Linked DNA regions of Mus musculus: all the other regions are linked to region 3. Evidence: chromatin contacts called from public HiChIP or PLAC-seq data. All regions are on one chromosome and are shown on one strand. Each heading gives the region's core, a stretch centred on a gene start, on an enhancer-like site or on the middle of the called end of the contact. The rest is flanking DNA. Distances are from core to core; before and after follow the strand shown. Region 1 holds the start of S1pr1 (sphingosine-1-phosphate receptor 1). Region 2 has its middle 21 kb from the start of S1pr1. Region 3 overlaps Dph5 (diphthamide biosynthesis 5).

Region 1 (4,057 bases), core at 885-3,384, 190 kb after region 3:
AAGGTCTCACTATATAGCCCTGGCTAGCCTGGATCTAACTATATAGACAAGTCTGGCTTCAGACTTACAGAAATCTACCCCACACTTGCCTCTGGAATGTTGGAATTAAAGGCATTTGTCACTATGCGTAGCCTATCTTTTTCTTTTCACAGTATTGGGAACTGAATCCAAGGTATTGCACTTACTAAGAAAACAGTCTACCTCTGCAATATACCCAAGCCTTTGCTGTGTGTGTGTGAGAGAGATATACAGTCTCAAGTATCTCAAGGTGGTCTCCAATTCACTATATAGCTGAGGATAACCTTGAACTTCTGATCTTCCTGCCTCTACAAATTCCTAGATTACAGACATGCACCATTGTGCCTGGCTATTTGTGTATATCAATGATATGGATGCATAGCTAAGTGGAATAACCCAAGCTTGAGAGCTTCACTCTCCTCCCACAAAAGAACACACTGTATACATTAGTAATAGTTTTATGCACATGTAAAGACAAGTACAATCAGAAGTACAAATGTAAGGAGTCCAAGTGCAGAAGTCTCCTCTGTTCAGGAAAGGAATGTGAAGTTCTAAGCTGATTGACAGCATTTGAGCAGACAGGCAAGACAACTTAAATTTGGTGACCCATCTCTGCCACATACTACCTGGACAATCTACAGGTCTCTCAGGGCTGAGGGATTGCTCATGGGTAGAACGGCCCATGCTACTCCATTGCTTCATGGGACAGTGGCCATCACATCTTGGGACAACAAAGTGCACAGTTCCCCTTTAAAGACCTCATAAATTGTTAGTGGGAGAAGGGGAAGCTAACTCCTTGCCTCTGCAGCACTGCGATAGACAGAAGTTATCTCCTCTTTCAAATGAAACCAGTCTCAAACTCTGTCTTTTCTGGAGGAGACTGGACGGCTGTTATCTTGGTTTCCATATTGTTTTGCAAGATCTGTAGTTTGTGGGTAGGTAAGGTAGGAAACTGTCAATGAGTGCTTCTAGGCAAATATGAATTAACAGCTACTTTTTTTTTTTTTTTGCAAGCTCATAAAATCCCAGAAGGTAGGGGTCTGTTGTTTGTTTCTTCTGTCTCTCTTGAGTCATTCAGGTACAGGGTGTGTCTGTTAATTGAAACTGCACAGCAGAGGAAGTTTTGTGATCACATCTGCTCAGGGTGGGAAGGCAGTGAGAACAGGGGACTTGGGTGGAACCACTTTTTAACAGAAGGACAGACAGACAAGGCATAAAGGCCTCCATCTGCTACTCAGACAAATCTGACCAAGGCCTCTTCAGCCTCAATCTAGCATTATCTAACAGTAGAAAAATGTGGACAAGGTGCAATTCCTTAGATTTGGGGATCTCTTAGTTATCTCTACGTAGACAGGGAGAGAAGAGGGGTCCAGCTTTAGGCAGGGGGCTGTAGGCACTGGCCAGTGAAAGGACAGGCAACCTCTTTCCCCTGTGGACATTCCTGAACTGCTGCTGGATTGTTTAAATCTCTGAGGCCAGGGCAGCAGCCCACCTCCTCAAAGGCCTCTGAGCTTCCCAGAATCTGGGGCACACCGCCTGGCTTTGCGGTCAGCTGAGAGAGGGGAACCCCCGGTCCAACATCAAGCACAGCACTGGCCCACTTCACCGTGCACCCGGGGAAAGCCACTTTCTGCCCACCAGACCGCAAGTTTCAAGGCTTCACCAGGATCGGAGTGGAGGGGGTGGAGGAAGAGGAGGTGGAGGACAGAAGCTTTTCAGTACTTCGGGGCTGCTCTCCTCCGACCTTCTCAGGATCCCCTCTCTGCGGCGTGGCTGCGGCTCTCCGGGCAGTGGCTCGGGTTTCCCCTGACCGCGTGGAAGTGGCCCCCAGGGCACCGGACCACTCGGGCTACACGGATCCTCAGGGCTGTGGGGTCTGGGACCAGAAAGCTCCTCTACCAAGTGCAGGCTTGTCCTCTGTCCTCTAAGATTTTTAACGAAGAAAAGTTTTCCCAGGGATCCCCATGCCTAGTTTCAGAGTCCGTCCCGCGCTGGGGACTGCGGGAAGCTGTGTGAATTAGAATTTAGGAGCTGCCAGGCTCCGCCCCTTCTCTTCCCTTCTCTCTGCTGGTTGGGGCGGAGGGGCTCCTATTCATTTGGTTTTATTTTAGTCACTCTGCCCCAGATCTTTCTGGGAGGCTGCTTCTTAGCAGCCCAGACCCTGAGGGGCCCCCTGCCGCTGGCAGAGGGCGGAGGAGTTAAAAGCATTAACCCCTCCCAGTCCCTTCCTAGAGGAGCCACCCAGCCTCGGCGGGGCGCTCAGAGACTTCGTCTTGCAAAAGTGGTGCGGGCAGCGCAGGCAGGGCTGGCCATTGGAGTGCACCGCTGAGGAGGGAGGGGACCCCAGCTCAGGGAACTTTGCGAGTGAGCTGGTCGCCGTCAGTCGCCGACAGCAGCAAGATGCGGATCGCGCGGTGTAGACCCAGAGTCCTGCGGACGCAGCTTCGTCCGGCTTGAGCGAGGTAGGGGGTTGTGAGCCTCGCAGGCTCCGGCTATGGGGCGTCCAGGTGTCAAGAACGAACCTTTAAACACAAACGAAACAAACAAAAACTTTGAGAAAAAACAAAGCAAAACGAACCCGGGCATCACCAAGATGCTATGGAGTCCTTCTTGACTGACTTCTTCTTGGGGCACGGAGTTTATGAAGTTAGAAAAAAAAAAAGATTAATTTCCAAATTATAGAAACGACTGGGGGAGGGCATGCTAGAGAAGCTGTGATTCATTAGAACGGAGAAAAGGGAAGACGCTTATTATTATTATTTTTTTTTTTTTGAAATCCTGTAGACAAAATTATCAGGCACCACGCCAATAATTTCCATTGCCTGAGAATGGACTGTAGCGATAAGAGTGGAGAAATGTTGAGTTTCGTAAGCTTTTGTCACAGAAATGACTACAATGTCTCTAGGGTCCCCTCCCCCCTCATTTGTTATAGAGTTGATCAATTACTGTGCAGACTTTAGAGTACTTATTTAGTGCTGTGTGTCCAACTTAAGTAGTGCTGTGTGCCCTTTAGGGATTGCTAGTTCTGTTGAGAGGAGGCAATGTTGGGGGTGTGGGGAGCGGAGGAAGTTAAAAGTGCCCATGCAAACTTAGCAGTATGTGTTTCTGGAAATTAATGTACCTGAAGTTAAAACAAAGTGGCGTGCTTCGTTATCGCTAGCAGGGTGACTTTCGTGTGTGTGTGTGTGCAAGTAAGCGTTGGCTAAAGTTAAAACTTTCTTAAGCAATCAGTTCATGGAGAAACGTCTAGGATTTGCTGCAATCTCTTAGGAGGGGTTCTCCGTGAATACCTTTAAACGTAATAAATGAACTTGTGGGGCGGTTGGGTGAGGCGGAGGAGTAAAGACAGAAGTTTTAAAAAGAAGAATAGGCAGTTGCTTCACGGAGGCGCCAAGCTTTCCTGTTTACTTCAAGGCCTGGCGGCCCACACCACACCTCGCTTTACCCTCTGACCATCGGACCCTCAGCACACCTGCTCCTAGGGAGTTATTAATAGAGCCCAGAAAACGGCTTACTTGTCAAATGACCTCCTACAAAGCTACTTTTTTTTTGGCATGGTAATGAGAAGGTGGGCTGGTCTCTTCGAGGTGTGTGTGTGTGTGTGTGTGTGTGTGTGTGTTGGGGTATGCATGTCTGCCCTGCACCCAGAATGGGCAGTTGGTGCCTTCTGTGAGCAAGCAGTCGATTTTCGCTTGAAGGAATCTCAGGGCTGGACACTGAACGTGGCAATGCCAGTGGAAATGGCGTGGGCTCGAAAACTAGAATGGGTGGCTCTCATTTCCATCTTGGTGGATTTAGTGACCCAAGGGAAGGTTTTGTCTCCTCAGAGTCTGGGTAAATTGTTTTTTCTACCTCTCTTTCTAACTTCATTTCTCTTTTGTTTGTTTATTTTTGTTTTGTTAATAGAAATGACCATTTGAGTTAAAAAAAATCCTCCCTGTGTCCTGTATCCTTAAAACAAATCATCAACAAAGTTGGAGCAATGCCTTGGCTAGAATGAATTATGCTAGTGTGCTGGGCATTTTCCCTGATTCTTTTC
Region 2 (3,939 bases), core at 1,204-3,703, 210 kb after region 3:
TGGAAGAGCAATCTTAACCACTGAGCCATCTCTCCAGCCCATGTAAACAGTTCTAAAACAATATTTAACACAAGTATGTTATCAGGTCTGATTTTCCCATTCCAACTAGCTATATACAGTGCTTCTGCGAATGTATGTATACTACTCTCTGGCTCCTGAGCACGAAAAGTCAAGGACTAATGAGTTAAAATAACTTCCCCTTAGACACAAGACCAAGATGAGCAGTGAAGCTGAGGGCTTTGGCTTTGGCTTCCTTGGGGAAGTTGAGAAATTTCCTTAGTCTTGGACACACAGATTGTTCAAGTTAGACAGAACCTCCGAGATCTATATATCCAATTGTCTTTTCGTAGAGATAGGTGGCTTGCGATAACTTTCTTCTTCCTCTTTGCCCAAGCCATTTCGCAACCACAGTCCTATTAACGGTGATCAAAAATGAGCTGTTGTGTTTGTGTTTGTAGGTGACACAGCCCCTGGCCCGGGTCTGTTCAGATCTAGCCAGATTTTCTTTAGAACCTTGGAATGCAAATCTTGGGACTGACAGTGATTCTGCTCTCTGGCTTCAGGGTGACTGAATTTAGAGAGAGCAGGAGATCAAAGCTGAAGGGTGTGGTGAATGCTAATGTAGATGAACAGATGATGGTTTTTGACCAAGCATCTCACCAGAGGCAGAAAGAGAAGGCTGTAATTTGAATGGATGGTGAAGTCTTTTGTGGTTTCTGACGTCATTGGAAATCCAAGAAAGGACTTATTTTTATGCAATTTGGCCCATTTTGTTTTCTTAAGCCTTGATTGCACAAAGCTCAAGGGTTCTTTTGACCTTAAAAAGTGCTTATTTCAGTTAAAGTGCTGATTAGGGTCATGTCTTCCCTTTTCCACACCCCCCCCCCCCCTGCGGAATTTCATTTCGATTCTCTGCACAGTCCTTTCTGCTGCTCCTGACTTCTTTCTATCCAGGCAATTAGTAGCATTTGAACCTAGCTCTACACTAGCTACAACATCAATGTTGCATTCTCAGAGAGGTCAGGGCAGCGGCAAGAATCTTTCTTTCTCCTCTTTACTATTGGAGGCAGACCTTCACCTACCACTAGATAGTTCAAGCTATCCTGAGGCTCACAGCCATTCTGTCTCAGCTTTGCAAATGTTTCAGCTCTACCACACCTGGCAGGGAAAAACTATTGTGTATTCTTTTTGCTTTTAAGGTGTGTGTGTGTGTGTGTGTGTGTGTGTGTGTGTGTGTGTGTGTGTGTGTAATCCAGTTACCACAGAAAACATCAGAATTTTTCCTATAAAATAAAGTATCTTTTCCTATAAAAGACAAAAGTATCATTAAAGTTTCTTCCATATGAAGACTTTATCTACTTAAAAGAAAAATACATAAAACAGCAAAACAAAACCTAACAAAACAAAACAAAACAAGACTCACAGTGGATAGTTTGGCCTATTTTTGTATCCTATTCCTAGCATATTGTTTACTAAATGTGGCCCAGGAAAAATATTAAACTCCAATTAATTTCACACTTTCTTTCTTTCTTAAGCTATATTTTGATTTTTGTGATTGCATATACATGTGTCTGTCTGTGTGGGTGATGCACGCACATCAATGCAGCTGCCTTCAGAGGTCAGAGGATCGTGCTTGGTCCAATGGAGCTCAAATTAATTACAGGCCATGTGAGCTGTAGAGATAGGTGGCTTGCGATAACTTTCTTCTTCCTCTTTCTCCAAGCCATTTTGCAACCATAGTCCTATTAACAGTGGTCAAAAATGAGCTGTTGTGTTTGCGTTTGTAGGTGACACAGCTCCTGGCCGGAGTTTGTTCAGATTTAGTCAGATTGGTACCTTGGGTGGTAATTTGAACTCTAGTCCTCTGTGAGAACAGCAAGCCCTCTTAACATTTAGCCCATCTCTCCAGCCTCTCTCTCTCTCTCTCTCTCTCTCTCTCTCTCTCTCTCTCTCTCTCTCTCTCTCTCTCTCTCTCTCTCTCCCTGCTTTCCTTTCTTTTTTCAATATGTTTGTTCATATTTATTTGTTTATAAGTGTGTGCATGTGTGTGTGTGTGTGTGTGTGTGTGTGTGTGTGTGTGTGTGGTGGTGTATGCTCTAGCTCCATGATGTACCTGTGGAAGTAGGAGACAAGCTGCAGGAGGTGTTTCTTCACAGTGTGGGTCCTGGGGATCACCCTCAAATTATCCAGCTTGAATGCAAGGACACTCCCCCCTCGGTCCATCTCACTGCCCACCCCACCACTCCTTTTGGTGACAGAGTCTTACGGAGCTCAGGCTGACTTTGAACGCTCCGTGTAGCTATGTATGACTTTGAAATTCTGATCCTCTTTTCTCTTCCTCCTAAGTGTTGCGATGACAGGCGTGAACTACCACGTATAATTTTACATGGCTCTGGAGAGGAACCCCAGGATTTCCTGCACACCGTCCACCAACTGAGCTACACTCCCCTACCCGAATCCACATCCGGATCTATCAACTAGTGATAAGAGTTCCGGCTTCCCAGGCTGTGGAGAGAACTAGAAAGGACCATGCTTTTTAATGAATTAGATAGGACTGTGCTTCTCAATGGCTGGCACAGGCAGATTCTCAAATGCTCGTTGCTCTTTTAGCAAGGGTTTATCGGGGATTTACTATTCTGCACACAGTCATGAAGAAAACAGGCTAGACCCTTGCCACAGCCATTTCCTTGTCTCCTCCTCTCCTTTCCCCAGATGAGCTCTCCTAAAGCCAGACCACATAGGAAGACTATTCTGGTCTTTCAAAGAACTCATTCCTTTGGAAGTTCTGCCAGTCAACAATGACGTTTTGTGCTTAGACTGTCTTTTTTTTTTTTTTTTTTTCATGAAACCCAAAAGTGAATGAGTGCTGGGGACTGTAGCTTTTATCTATGTTACAATTAGGAGGTGCAAAAATATGCATGTTATTTAGTCTAAAGAATTCTGGATTCCCTCCCAAGCCCTTCCTTCCCGTGGAGGGGTGGAGGGAAATGCTATGATGTAAACAGCCGAGAAGAGCCCATTCTTTGTGAGGGTGTAGACCTGTAATCCCAGAGCCCTGGAAACTAAGTTGGGAGGCATTGTGGGTTCTGGGTTAGCTTAGGTTCCATATAAAAACGTGCCAAAAAAATAAACAACAAAATCCCAACATAAAATACAATCCAGCTGACAGATATTGGTCAGTGACTGAAGCCATGATTAGCATGCATAAGGCCCTGGGTTCAAACTTCATAGGCACACACACACACACACACACACACACACACACACACACACACACACACACACAAAGGCCATCCTCTCCAGGATCTGCTGATGTAATCCTTGGGATAAAATGTTCATCCGCCACCGTCTTCCTCTAAGCGCCTAGAGCATGGGGGAGGGATTGTGGTTTATGTAAGGCCCTGGTAGAAGGGAGAAGTTGAGTCCTTAGGCTCTTGCCTGCCTGCCCCTGCTGTCTGCCCCTGTCTACTTGTTGCTACTTGCCCTGTAGGTGTTTGTGGTTTTCTGTTGTGTGGGTGTGATTTGGGGTTCTCTAGTTGGGTTTGGTCAAAATTCAGCAGTTGGGCCCTGACAGACATGGCCTTCTTTCTGTCTGCTCTGGGCTGGAGATATAGGAAGTCTGTCTGGTGTCCGCTGCAGTCCAGTCACCTCAGACTTCGCTAATTAGTGCTTTTGAGGATCCCTCTTTTGTGCATCTTCTGATGTTTAGTTTTTGTGTTAAGCAAGCAGAGTTTTTTGAGTGGTAAAGAGACGGTTCGCTATTGCCTGGAGGAACCTCAAAGGAGTTTCTCCATCCCTAGGTTTGAAAGGGAGCCTATTGCACACTGGGCCATCCCTGTTCAGTGTCTTTAGGGAGATTTTTCAATAGTGACAACTGTTGGGCCTTCAGAGCAAAACTTTCCTTTCCTGGGCCAACCTCAGAAGGGCTAGAGAGGTAAC
Region 3 (4,449 bases), core at 68-2,567:
TCTTGTATTTAAAATATTTTCTGTGGTTTACTGTTTTCTTAAATGTGAGATATATATATATATTATATATATATTAGAAATTGTAATTTGCTTAAAAGAAATCCATTAGGTTCCACATGTTAAATCCGTGAACACGAAGAGAAAGCAAAGTCAGCCCAAACTGCCCACCACAAACCCACAGACTCAAGAACGACTAGTTTTCTTGTCTGTTCAGAGTACTGATCCTGGAGACATTTTGTTGTCATTGCTCTTATCCAGAATGAACTTTATTTCAATGATATTACATTGATTTTTGCTGATACTAAGATGATAAATATGGTTACATATGAGGTACATATGTTGACTATGACATGTCAGAGAAGAACTATAAAAATCTTGATTTCATATATAAGTGGGAATCCATTTGTGGACTAACTATAAAGAATTCTATTTTAAAGCATATTACTTCAAAGACAATAACAGATTTGGAAAGCAGAAGACACATAAGCAGTCTGCCTCAGGAAATACCGGTTTTACATAGGCTGTTTTTATGGTGCTGTGATAAATGCAATGGGGAATGTGAAGGTGAGTAAGCTAAAGATCTGATAGTAACTATGTGACCCCCGACACTGCCCATGGAAGAGGCATCTGTGACCCCAACAATGCCCATGGGAAAGGCATCTGTGACCCCCAACACTGCACGTGGGAGAGGCATCTGTGACCCCTGACACTGCACATGGGAGAGGCATCTGCCGAGCTGTCTGAGCAGAACAGCTCAGTGAGACCCACAATCTAGAAAGAGCGATGACTCGGTGCTCGAAAACAGTGGGTAGAGGAGCAGTGGTGGTACACATGGCATGTCAGCACTTGGGAGACTAAGGTAGAGAGATGGCAAGTTCATAGCCAGCCTCAGCCATATAACCAGGCCATGTCTCAGAAAATTAAACCAAGGGCCAGCAAGCTGGCTCAGAGGGTAAAGCCACCTGCCTCTCTCTAACTGTAATGACCTGACTTTGACCCCTGAGATGCACATGGTGGAAGGACTGAACCTATAATACAAGCTGTCACATGACCTATATGTATTTACTATGACACACATGCACCCCACCACACACACAAATTAAAAGGCAAATTACACTGAAGGAAAATAAAAATAGAAACGAAATCAAAATAAAGTTAAATAAAAATTAAAAAAGAAAGTTAATGGGAATAGAAAATGTTTAATAACTATGCTAATGAGTTGTTAAATACTAAGACAGAGCTTAGGTGAGTTCTGTGGCGACGGCTATGCAGAGCTCTGCTCTCCTCATTACCCAGCTCAGTGTCCCTTTGCGGTGCTGTATTTCCATCCATTACTACATACATGTGTCCTAGCCCACAATGAAGCTACCTGAAGCTGGGAAGCCTAACATTAGGAATGCTACACATCAACAGTAACAAGTATTAGTGTCATGGGATGAAAACAGAAAACAGCCTGTTACTTTTTGAAAGTGATCTACACTTTTCTAGAGTAGACGTGCATTACATAAACAAAGGGACACATGGCAATACTTAGGCAACGGCCAGAGAAAGGGGAAGTTCACAAGAATGAGGAAGTTAGACTACCATCCGCAAGGTCCTGGAGGACAGGTTCATTACTGCATCCCAAGGCGCTTACCCAGCAGGCACTGAGGAGAGATACAGTATTTGCTGAATGGATGTCTAACTTGTAAGCTTCTAAAACAGAAATGCTCACTAAGGATGATACTTGTGGTACAGAACCCTACGACCCTCCACTGCCATCAATAACACTGACCTACAACAATCTCCCGCTGTCCAATAAACTACCAAGATAAGGAGACTACTCAGTAGTCTACTCTATTTCTGAACAGCCCTTGCCAGCTCCTTCAGAAAATAACAAAAACAGACCAGCTTCAGAGGGGCGACAAACCGACAGTGGAAAAGCCTGTGCCTACTCTTGGTTTGGAGTCTGTAGCTGCTCTGCACTGAGGTGAAGATGACAGGAGGCATGTTTGCTAGGTCTTCCACGGCACTCCAAGCAGGCCTTCGTTACAACAACTTGATGCCTGTTTTTGAAATTGTGGCAAAGCATTCAGAGATGTCAGGACACCTCCCAAAAGTGAAACCTACTTCCCTTTGCAATCTTAAGCAAGAGAACACAGGGAAGAGCCCGCTAACATCCTCCACGTGGCAGGTGTAGTTCTGGTAGGCAGCTTCTGCTCTCTCAGTCAATACGTTCACTTTCTAAGTCCTTCACTGGCCTGTGTTGGTGGTTCTCAAGGCGTGTCCTACAGATGCAGCAGCACTTGAGTACTCGCTAAAATGTAAATGCTCTTGGAGCTCGAGATGGCTCTGCAGAGGAGTAGGGCACAGCCGGCTCCGCACAGACGCTATCATTTCACAGACAGATACTATGACATAAGACGGGGACAGAGTCACAGCTGTCTAGAGAAAGACATAGTCAATCATGAAAGCTAAATCTTTTAAAGCAATATATTAAGTGTAAATACAATCTCAGGGGCTTATAAGGAAACGGTCAAATCTCACAGCAAATCCCTTCCCAAACAGACCTCTTCAGTCACCTCTTGATACAATCCAAGATTGTAAGGACAGGGCGAGCAAATTTAGTCCTTAGTCTGCACAACAGATACTGTTGGAGGTATTTGGTTTTTAATGTTTAAGAAAATAAAACAAAAACAATACTTGTGGGGAAACACAATAAAGGGCTACTTTCTTCACAAGGCCGAAAATTAAAACCAACATGAAAAGTGTATACTCCATTAATCTGATATTTCTGTGTCATTTTTTTAAATCACATGTTAATTTATTTCTTCTTGTGTGGTTTTTTGTTTTGATTTTTTTGTTTTTGTTTTTTGTTTTTAGTAACCATTAAATCTTTCAAGGTATTACTGCCCAAAGGGAAGGGTTGTTTTTTTTTTTTAAGTTTGTTTTTATTTCTTTTCTTTCTATCTCTGTTACCAACTCAGAAACATTTCTAGGAGTCCATTTTCTCTACCCCACACGTTCTTTGTAGCATTAACATTTTAGAGTTCCACCCTGCTCCAATATAGAAATGCTTTCAACTATACAAACTGGCAAGAGTTGTAGTATACATTTAAACAAAAAGCATACAAATTTTTACACCAGTGCACATGTAATAAATAACTAAGACCACGGGGTTAAGTACCAAACAGACTCGTGTAAATGTTTTATGTGATTCTTCACAATCAAATTATTTTAAAATGCATGATGAGTATTAATTAGTAAACAAAACTAAGATATTCTTCCAAAGTAACAAGTAGCTGGTTTTAACATTCTTTGTAAACATTTGTTGAACTGGAGAGGGGGCGTGCCATACCATGCACATGGGAATCAGCTTGCAAGAGTCAGCACTCCCTCCATGTGGGTGGGTCCCAGAGTTAGAACTCAGGCTGCTGCACTTGGAGGCATAGTCACTGGACTATCTCATGGTACCAAGTGTATCTTTTAAAGAATATCTAGCCAGAGGTGATGGATTTCAGCAAGATATATCAGGGAAGGCATTATTTCATGGATGCTAAGATGCGCTTTTTTTTTTTTCCTATTAAGATCCATAGAGATTGAGTATATCCTCATAGACAGTTTCTTAAAAGCTACTGCTGCCTACTATGCAGGGACCACAGCGGCCATGGATTGTTCGGATCTGAGCATCAGAACAGATACCATACTGGGGAAGTGGCTGCTGATAGCTTAAGACTAAGTCCTGGAAACATCAATAGAGCACTCTTTCCAGCTCTCTGAGCCACAATTGTTAGAGTTAAAAGTAACTAACTCTACACACCAGCACTTGTGACATGGCCTTAATGCCTTCATCACTGGCTTACAACTCGGCATTCATTTAAGAAACACAGCATCACTTGCTCTCAGTGAAAGAGAAAGGGATACTGTGTGGGAAACTCAGGCTCAACCGTACTGATGAGGTCACTGAAAGACTACAAAAAGCGTTTAGGAATACTTAATGCAATGTGGTTAATCTTTCCTTTTTATGTATGTACAAGATTACATAAAGTTAAAATAATTCTGTAGCTAAGTTTATATGGCCAGTTGAAAGAAAGGGCTAAAAAAAAAAGAGAGAGAGAGAACTGCAAGAAAGGAAAGATAATAAGTTATAGGGAAACAGTATTAAAAAATCCAGCATATTGATGAAGAGTACATTCTCAAATTTTTAAGCTTTACAGTTCATGAAATAAAATCAACTTATAGCTTCCAGGAAACAGAACACACTTCCTTTGTGGCATTACCTGCAAACCACAGCAGCCTACAGCGTTCATTATGGAGGCATTGTGAATAACTTGATAAGGGATGCCCAACTTTGTTGCTCTCAGAATAAGATCACTGTGTGTTGTAGCCCTGTAGTGAGAAAACAGGTTGAGTTAAGTGAATGGCATTAATCTTCCATCCAACTCATGAATTCAAGTCAAAGAGACAACT

The links. HiChIP or PLAC-seq counts read pairs in DNA pulled down with a chosen protein or histone mark.
Region 1: an H3K27ac HiChIP or PLAC-seq map of the HPC-7 cell line shows a contact between it and region 3, with 8 times the contacts expected there. The contact joins the promoter of S1pr1 here to the enhancer-like site in region 3. A contact is called at or near these places in 4 of 39 promoter capture datasets (the C10 cell line, the HPC-7 cell line, cranial neural crest and 1 more), 1 of 15 datasets of contacts at CTCF or cohesin (large pre-B cells), 21 of 484 Hi-C or Micro-C datasets (B cells, the C10 cell line, the C2C12 cell line and 15 more), 18 of 115 datasets of contacts at active chromatin or transcription factors (the HPC-7 cell line, bone marrow-derived macrophages, craniofacial prominence and 14 more) and 4 of 9 other capture datasets (adipose tissue, embryonic stem cells, liver and 1 more).
Region 2: an H3K27ac HiChIP or PLAC-seq map of the HPC-7 cell line shows a contact between it and region 3, with 6 times the contacts expected there. The contact joins two enhancer-like sites. A contact is called at or near these places in 1 of 15 datasets of contacts at CTCF or cohesin (large pre-B cells), 2 of 484 Hi-C or Micro-C datasets (the G1E-ER4 cell line and embryonic fibroblasts), 5 of 115 datasets of contacts at active chromatin or transcription factors (the HPC-7 cell line, embryonic stem cells, memory CD8 T cells and 1 more) and 4 of 9 other capture datasets (adipose tissue, embryonic stem cells, liver and 1 more).

The regions. Positions count from the first base shown.
Region 1 is chr3:115,713,132-115,717,188 of GRCm38.p6, reverse strand. S1pr1 (sphingosine-1-phosphate receptor 1) reads left to right here and starts at 2,134. Exons shown (of 2, transcript NM_007901.5): 1 at 2,134-2,480.
Region 2 is chr3:115,692,110-115,696,048 of GRCm38.p6, reverse strand. No RefSeq gene overlaps it. Among named protein-coding and RNA genes, the nearest start is that of S1pr1, 21 kb to the left of the region's middle. Within about 2 kb of position 2,453, at least 58 of the 459 cell types and tissues checked have an H3K27ac peak or open chromatin away from gene starts, as enhancers often do. A contact at or near this core is called in the HPC-7 cell line, where this site is marked.
Region 3 is chr3:115,899,614-115,904,062 of GRCm38.p6, reverse strand. Dph5 (diphthamide biosynthesis 5) reads right to left here. Exons shown (of 8, transcript NM_027193.2): 4 at 4,260-4,368. Among named protein-coding and RNA genes, the nearest start is that of Dph5, 14 kb to the right of the region's middle. Within about 2 kb of position 1,317, at least 82 of the 459 cell types and tissues checked have an H3K27ac peak or open chromatin away from gene starts, as enhancers often do. A contact at or near this core is called in B cells, the G1E-ER4 cell line, the HPC-7 cell line and 2 more, where this site is marked.